Linked DNA regions of Callithrix jacchus: region 1 is linked to region 2. The links are chromatin contacts, called in public Hi-C maps. All regions are on one chromosome and are shown on one strand. Each heading gives the region's core, a stretch centred on a gene start, on an enhancer-like site or on the middle of the called end of the contact. The rest is flanking DNA. Distances are from core to core; before and after follow the strand shown. Region 1 holds the start of ITPKB (inositol-trisphosphate 3-kinase B). Region 2 overlaps LOC118149565.

The links. Hi-C and Micro-C count contacts between places; a contact is called where the count stands out from the background.
Region 1: a contact with region 2 is called in a Hi-C map of skeletal muscle, with 3 times the contacts expected there. The contact joins the promoter of ITPKB here to the enhancer-like site in region 2. A contact is called at or near these places in 3 of 3 Hi-C or Micro-C datasets (induced pluripotent stem cells and skeletal muscle).

The regions. Positions count from the first base shown.
Region 1 is chr19:22,517,264-22,521,263 of calJac240_pri, forward strand. ITPKB (inositol-trisphosphate 3-kinase B) reads left to right here and starts at 2,341. Exons shown (of 8, transcript XM_002760576.6): 1 at 2,341-2,616.
Region 2 is chr19:22,441,707-22,445,711 of calJac240_pri, forward strand. All of the region lies in intron 3 of LOC118149565, which reads left to right. Among named protein-coding and RNA genes, the nearest start is that of PSEN2, 26 kb to the left of the region's middle. Within about 2 kb of position 1,450, at least 6 of the 16 cell types and tissues checked have an H3K27ac peak or open chromatin away from gene starts, as enhancers often do.

The sequences.
Region 1 (4,000 bases), core at 1,091-3,590, 76 kb after region 2:
TAAGTATTTAGTACTTAATCATTAAGTATATTAACTTTAGAGCACAGATGCTCTTTATTAAGTTGAGGAAGTTTCCTTTTATTCTTAGTTTCATAGCTTTGATTTTTAAACTTCAATTTCATAAGCAGGCAAGTGGGTACTCTGAATAGTTAGACAAAACTCCCCTACAGTTATAGAGAACAACTGAAAAGTTAGGCAAGCCTTCCCTACGGTTATAGATAATAACTATACAATATGGAGAAGTAGTGACAAGCACGGATTCTAGACCCAGACTACACAAGTTCAAATCCTGGTTTTGCCTCTTACTAGCAATGGGATTTGGGGACAAACTACTCACTTATTTGTACTATCATTTTTTCATCTGTAGAATAAAGACAATAATGATGCCTGCCTCATAGGGTTGTTATGAGGACAAAAATGTATACATATTTATAATGTGCCTAGAACAATGTCTCACAAATAAGTGCTATGTAAAGTATTCTTCTCATGTTCATTTACAATCACAGAAGGCAACTAGATTCTTTCAGGATGCAAGCCCGTTATGCTAGTTTCCAGAAATGGGTTTTATTCCATCTATTCCCCAATCCCTGCTGCTCTTGGTGGCACAGTTCAAATTTTAGACTGGTAAAATCATCAGCTAGCTTACCTCAAGCCCAAGGCAGAAATCCCTTCTGCATGTCACACCTGACAGCTGCTGGCTGCCTTTTGACCAATAATTCTTCGGGTTGACTGCACATTCGAGAACTCTGAGTTTCTCAACTACAGAAGGCTGATGATGTCAGGCTGTGAGGTGACAGTGAGGTTTCCCAGGGATTGGGAAGCTATGTGTCTGTCATTAATGTAATGCATTGCTAGGTACTTCTGTTGCTTCCACCATGACACCTGACATGGGTATTGGCCTCTCCTAGAACGAAGGCCCCTCAGACATGAATTCCAATGACTGGGTCTCCTGATAACTGGCAACTCCTCTTTTTTGCCCCTAGGGAACAAAATTAGGGTCAAGGAGAGGGCTGGCTTCTCTTTCTTAGGAATTGCTCAGGTCCTGAGTAACTGCTCAGAGCCCTGAATAACTCTGGGTTCTTTTTTAAAGTCCCATTGAGGGTAGGAGGGGAATTAGGTTCAATTCTTCCATGGCATGTTTTTAAAAATTAGAAAGTTTTCAACAATGTGCGATTCTCAGGGATTCTTGGCTAGGAGATATCTTTATTTCAGATTTAGCATGAACCTTTTCCTGATTGAGCAGCAGGTTCCTTTGCTCACTGAACAGTATTGTTACATTAACAAGCAAGAGATCTGTGTGCTACAAGCAAAGTCAAAATTTCCATCTGAATTTCAGCTAATCACGACATTAGGACCAATTCAGGCTTTGGATGTTTCAGTCTCCTGAGCCTTGCAGCTGTGTTTTCCCTCTTTCCACTAAATGCTGTAGTTTAAGATTTAGAGCTTTATGTAAAACACACTGGCAGTGAGTGCTGGGGCTTGAAAGAGGTAGGATCCCCTGCCCAGTAATGTTGGCTGATGTTCCTTCTCCCTTTTTTGCTGATAGTAAGGGAGAAAGGTTCTGGAAAATGATCCGGTCTGCAGGAGACAGTCTACAAAGGCCCACAGAAGCAAGGGGGTTTCAGACACTACCCGAGCCTTCTTAGTGCCAGGACTATGCTTCTTCTTAAAACAATTCTGAGAATTAAGTGCAAAAAATATGCGATGTCACATGTGCTGTGTGCAGTTATAAATAAATGTGGTATGTAAAGGTGTATTTATACATCTACCAATTGCACTGCAAAACCATCCCCAGCTCATGACCAACCAGTCTTCCGAAATACTACTGTGATGCACTTAAATCTGCAACTTTGCAGGAAGGTGACCTCAATGTACCTTCGAATTTGCAGAATTGTGAACAACAACACAAACCGTTCACATAGGATTTTAGCCTTTTTTAAATGCTAAAAAGGTCCCCGTGATTTGCTTTGTTTAAGACGTATACTCAAAACTTTATTAAAAACATTTTTCAAAACTAGTTTCATAAAGCTAGGCACATCAGCAAGCCTCCATCGAGGGGTGGAAAATGAATTGTATATCTTTAAACCGCAGAAGTTAAAAGGCTTTTTTTTTGTTGTTAGCTAACAATGGAAACTTTTTTTTTAAGTGTTTCCCTCCCTCGTCTTGCCAAGCAATAGAAAAAAAAAAAAAAAGAAGAAAAGAAAAACTTGTTCCGCTGAGTTCAACCCCAGACAGGCTCACAACTTCCTTCCTGCTTTCCTCCCCCAAGCCTCCGCCTTTCTCCCTCCTCCCTCCTCCACCCCCCCAACTTTTCTTTCTTTTTTTTTTTAATCGTACATTGAACAAACACTGAAGTTGCCCAGAGCAGACACTGACAGGGGCAGTATCTCCGCGGCTGAAAAGGGCGTGCAGGGCCGGCTTGGCGTCGCCACTGCCGGGATCGCCGGGCCCCTGAACCGAAGAGCTCTCCCCACTCTTTCGCACTCTTTTTTGTCTTCCATAGCTGGTGAGAAAATCATTTCTGAGCATTTGTACTTTTAAAGCCATCTCGTCTCTACGAGGTCTGCGACTCTGGGCATGTAGTCTACACAGGACCTGGAATCTGAGAAATTGCAGGTAAGTTTGGCGGCCTTTTAATGGCTCTCGCCTTGGAACAACCCTCTTTGCCCTCACTTTCTGCTCTGGAGCGAAACTCGGCGTTCCTGGTTACGAAACAGGGCAAAGGGGTGGGCTGGGGAGGCAAGGAAGGGGGTTTGATTTTGGAGGGTGACAAGGAGTGGCGGTGGGGAGACAGTAAGGAGAGACGAGGTCTCCGCATTTCTCCAACCCGCCTTCCGGGCCGCTCACTCCGCGCCGCCTACTCCTGCGCGCTCCAAGAGTCCCCAGGCTGGGGTCTCGGGGCGGCTCTGCCGGCGCCGGGCGAGGTTGCCCGGGATGCGGAGAAACACTGCACTCCGCGGCGCTGCCCTGGGTGTTACAGCGCGGGCTCCAGGTCCGTTTGCAGAGCCCGAGGCTCTGTGCTCCGAGGGCTGCTGCCTGGCTGCAGCCATGCACGCCCCTAAGTTCCTCCAAGTGGACGCGGGTCCGGGAACCCGCAGGGGCAGCCGCGTCCTCGGCACCAGTGCGCGCGGAGAGCGGACTCGCTCCGCGCGCGTATACACAAACGCGTGCACACAAACTCACACTCACACACACCCCTGCCTAGGGGACGACGGCAGGGGGGCAGCGAGTACTGGTTCCGGTACAGGGGACGTGTAGAACATCGGCCCCCGGCGCGCGCAGGCGCGCCCACACTCACAAAACACTTGTCTGGGGATAAGCGACACGGCCAGTGCTGAGAAATGCTTCGGCTGCTGCCCCGCCGCCCGCCCAGGCCTTCGTAGGCCGAGAGAGACAGCCCCAGGGCCAGGGTCAGGAAGGTAAACGGCGGGCACGCAGGCGCCCTCCCAGATCCGGGCGCAGGCAGCGGTTCGGGGAAGGCAGGTCCAGTTCAGGTTCCTTCCGAGCCAGTCTCTGATGCCCCGAAAGAGTGGAGCAGGGAGACCCTGAAGCCCAGGGCGAGGGCTGCCGGGTTGCCCTGGGTAGCCAATGTTTGCTCAGGCAGGGGAGACCCGGAGCCGGTGGCGGGGGTGTCCTCAGCCCAGGAGAGCTGGGAGTCAGCCGCGCCCCGCACACAGCATACTTAGAAACCAAGGAATTGGACCTCACTGCTCGCCGGTCCGCGTGGCTCCGGAGACGAATGTTAGGATTGGGATTTGAGGGGAACCTCAAAGCGCTTCGCAGCCTGGGGTGGGATGGGGGGCGGGGAAGCACACCCGTAACCGCTCTGGCGACCCAGGCAGCCCGGGCATGCCCTCGCCGAGCCTTGCTGTCCTGGTAGGTGAGATGCCGGTGGCGCCGGGTCCCGAACAGATTGGGTCCCCAGGGCTCCCTCTGGGATCTACAGGCGACCCCCAACCCCTCAGCACCCTGGAGAGTCCTGACTTTTCTCCTTGTATCT
Region 2 (4,005 bases), core at 200-2,699:
AGTGGTGTGATCTTGGCTCACTGCAACCTCCATCTTCCCAGTTTAAATTATTCTTCTGCCTCAACCTCCTGAGTAGCTGGTATTGCATGCCACTATGCCTGGCAAATTTTTGTATTTTAAGTAGAAACGGGGTTTCATCACGTTGGTCAGGCTGGTCTCAAACAGCTGACCTTATGATCCGCCTGCCTTGACCTCCCAAAGTGCTAGGATTACAGACGTGAGGCACCACGCCTGTCTATTCTTTCTTCAGTTTTTTGATAGTTGCCATCCTCATGGATGTGAGGCAGTGCACACTTCTGCTTTTTAAACTTCATTAAAACCCTGGTGTTTTTTGGCCACAGTCCTTTTCTTTCAAAGCCTAAGTGGGCACTTCGGTGTTCAGCTGTATATTTCCCCTCTAAAATATGTACAATAGGAGTGTGTTTCTTCTCCGACTTAGGGGTAACGGAATTGATGTTTTTAGGTGGGACAATGATTAGCCAGCTGAGACATCTGTCCCCTCAGAGAGTGCCTGGAATGATTCAGCCAAATTTCCTGACTTACAAGGGGTCCCTTTTTACTTTTAAGTCTCCTGAACACCTGTCCCAAAGATGACAGATGGAATCTTGGTGCAGCTGTCGGAGGTGCTCAGGCACCCTTTCAGGTTTTATGTTATGTGCATGTGAATTTGGTGGTAGGGACCTTGGCATCACTGAAAAGTAATGAGAAGGGTCTAAAGTCTGTAATTATAGGACGGGGGCTGTGGCTCACGCCTGTAATCCCAGCACTTTGGGAGGCCGAGGCGGGTGGAATACCTGAAGTCAGGAGTTCGAGACCAGCCTGTTCAATATGGTGAAACCCCGTCTGTACTAAAAATACAAAAATTAGCAGGTGCCTGTAGTCCCATCTATTTAGGAGGCTGAGGCAGGAGAATCGCTTGAACCCAGTAGGCAGAGGTTGTAGTGAGCTGAGATTGTGCCATTGCACTCCAGCCTGGGCGACAGAGCGAGACCCCATCTCAATAAATAAATAAACAAATAAAGCCTGTGATTCTAGAAGGTAGTCATTATTACAACATCATACATTACAGCAATGTATCCTAAAATTACGTTGAAGTTCGTAAAACACAAGTGGAATAATTTTTCCTTTATTTCTGTATTGAAATAAACAAAGGTCTTGAGGAGGAGGTGTCCCCAGGGTCTCACCGTTTGGTTCCCGCCTGGAAGTGGGCTCAGCCCCAGCCCTCTGGCCCAGGACCAGGGCCGCGAAGCAGCTTCTCTCCCGCTAGAGGGCGCTGGGCTCCTTGGTTCAGATCGTCTTTGGGACTCCGGGCAGGCCTCTGGTTCTCTTCCGGTTTGACTGGGCCTCCTGGGCTCTATTTTTAGGCCTTCTTGTTGGCCTTGGGCGTTCAGACCTAGAGACCCCGCTGAATCAGGGAACAGCACAATCTCTCACAGGATGTGGGTGGTGACCCCTCAGGAGTCAGGGTCCCTGTGAGGGTGGGGTCACTGTTCACAGAGCACCAAGGCCCACGCGGGGTGAGGCAGGGAAGAAGACCTTTTTTTCACGTTTTGAGATTCGTTCTCACACTTTGCTCTCATATACTTTTTCAAAAAATAAAATTTTAGAAGAAAATTGCTAGCGGCCAAAGGAAAACATTCATCTGCATTGCCTTCTCCTACTGTACTTCCTGAAAAGTTGAAAACTGTGTGGGAGGCGCAGGAAGCCATCCTTTCTGCCTCCTCTCTTGCTGGCGCGCCCTCGGGCAGCGTTTGGGCTCTGCAAGCGTTCGAGGCACCAGTTCTGAGAGCAGGCGCCGCGCCCACCGTTGGCGCTTCCCCTCCGCAGAGCCGGGCGTGGCCCAAGAATCTGCCTTTTTGGCAAACACCTCCTTGGCACCTCAGGCGGGTAATCCTCAGACCGCCCTTTGACGCACTTTCCCCTGGACCCATGTCCTCTCTGATGCTCTTCGCTGACTTCTTGCAGCTCTCAGAAACTACACTCCCAGTAGGAAGCCGCCATGCAGGAATTCCACACGTGTTCATGTGTTAAGTTCCCTTTTCTCCTCTGTAAGTGTGAGCCCCTAGGCAGGCCCTATCCTGAGTTCTGAAGCATGGTGGTGTCTTCAGCAACCCCCACCTCGGTTCTAACCCCTGCTCCCCATTCCCTGCTCTCAGCCTCCTACTTCTGATGCTCGGGCCTGCCCTGTGCCTGGCAGCCTTCTAGATTTCTTTCATTTATTGCACTGAGCTCTTGGAAGAAATCTTCCGTCCTGCGATAGAAGCCCCCAAGTGAGAGTCTGTCTTTCCCTCTGTTTCCCTACTATCAAGGGTCTCACTCAGCTCCAACTCCAAACTCACAAACATGCTCACACTGTGTAGCTGTAACGACTGTGGTTCTCCAGCCATACCCCAGCAGTCAGACAACAGTTAATGTTCAGGCTTTGTGCGGTGCCTCCTGCTTTGATGGGGCTGGGTAAAAGCTGAGGTCACCCGGCAGGGCGGCTCATGCCTGTAAATCCCAGCACTTGAGCCCAGGGGTTTGAGATCAGCCTGAGCAATATAGGGAGACTCCATCTCTATAAAATAAATATATAATTTAGCCTGGCATGGTGGTACAGCCTACGGCCTGTAGATCCAGCTATTCAGGAGGCTGAGTTGAGAGAATGGCTTGAGCCCAGGAGGTTGAGGCTACAGTGAGATGTGATTGCATCACTGTACTCTAGCCTGAGCGACAGAGGGAACCCTGTGTCAAAAAAAAAGGAAAGCTGAGGTCAACAGATTTATGAATCAGTCATTACCTCACCCATGTCTAGGACAACTGGGAATAGAACATATTGAACAAAAATTCCACTTTGGAGGACTTGGTGCAGAGACGACAGGTAATTGGGAGAGGGGCTCCTGGCACCTGGGAGACTGACGCAAATGGTGCCTTTAAGACACACAGCTGCACAAACTGCGCATCTTCAGCATGGATGAGAATGCACGCAGAAGCACGGACATCTGATTTCCCATTTCCTCCGCTTCCCAGCTTTGGTGGCCTTCTTGCTCAATTTGCATACTAATTACTAAGTCTCTGGTAAGGCTATCTGCCTTAGGTCTGCTATCGAGCTATTGCGCTCTCGCATCCATTCTGCCACCAGTTTGTAAGTTGAGCCCCTCCGACTCAACTATCAGGGTCAACCTCTTTGAAGGGCTACACCTGAGCCTGTGGTCTCACCTGCCCCCACTCAAGTATCAATTCCTCAGCGTGAATGGCAGCCATTAAAAAGAGCTGTCTGTCAGCGCAGAGAGGTCCAGAGTTGTAGGAAGGGGGCTTGCAAGTTGGCCTGGCCCTAAAGAAGGTAGGCACCATGGCCCAGGTTCCAGACCTCAGTCTCACATGCCAAGAAACTATTTTGTCCATGGCCCAGTGGTGTGGGGACTCAGAAAGATCACACGAGACTGATGCATAAAGCCCTCACTTAAAATGAGAAATAAGATATTTGTGTCCTCATGACCAACCCAACAGGCTGGGGCAGGGCGCAGGGGGCTTTCCCTGGTGGTCATGCTCAGAACAAGTATGGTGGATTCCAGTATAAATGGCATGGCTCTCTGCTTGGATTCAGTCAGCCAGTATTCAGCTGGAATCTTCTCCATGACTACGCCAGTTATTAATGCTTGGCGTCTGTTCAAATTGATGAGTGTCTGTGCCACATCAGATCAACTGTTGTAATATCAGTTCCATATGATGGCCATCACCTTTAATAGTAGGTGCACATGCACCTGCTGGAAGAGGCGGCGTTTCTAGTAGACTGACAGCGCTGTCCGTCCCCTAGACTGACTACACAATTCATTATGTGGTAGTCCTGATTAGATAAGTAAGCAACAAGAGAAAGGGGCCCTGGGTGGGGAAGAACAATGAACAATCATGTGAGAAGCACAAATCAGAATCACAAACAACGGCCCGTTCTGGGGGTACAATGACCTCATTCAGCACGTAGCCCCCTCCAGATGGCCCTATAAAACTTCCTTCCAGCCCCCACCT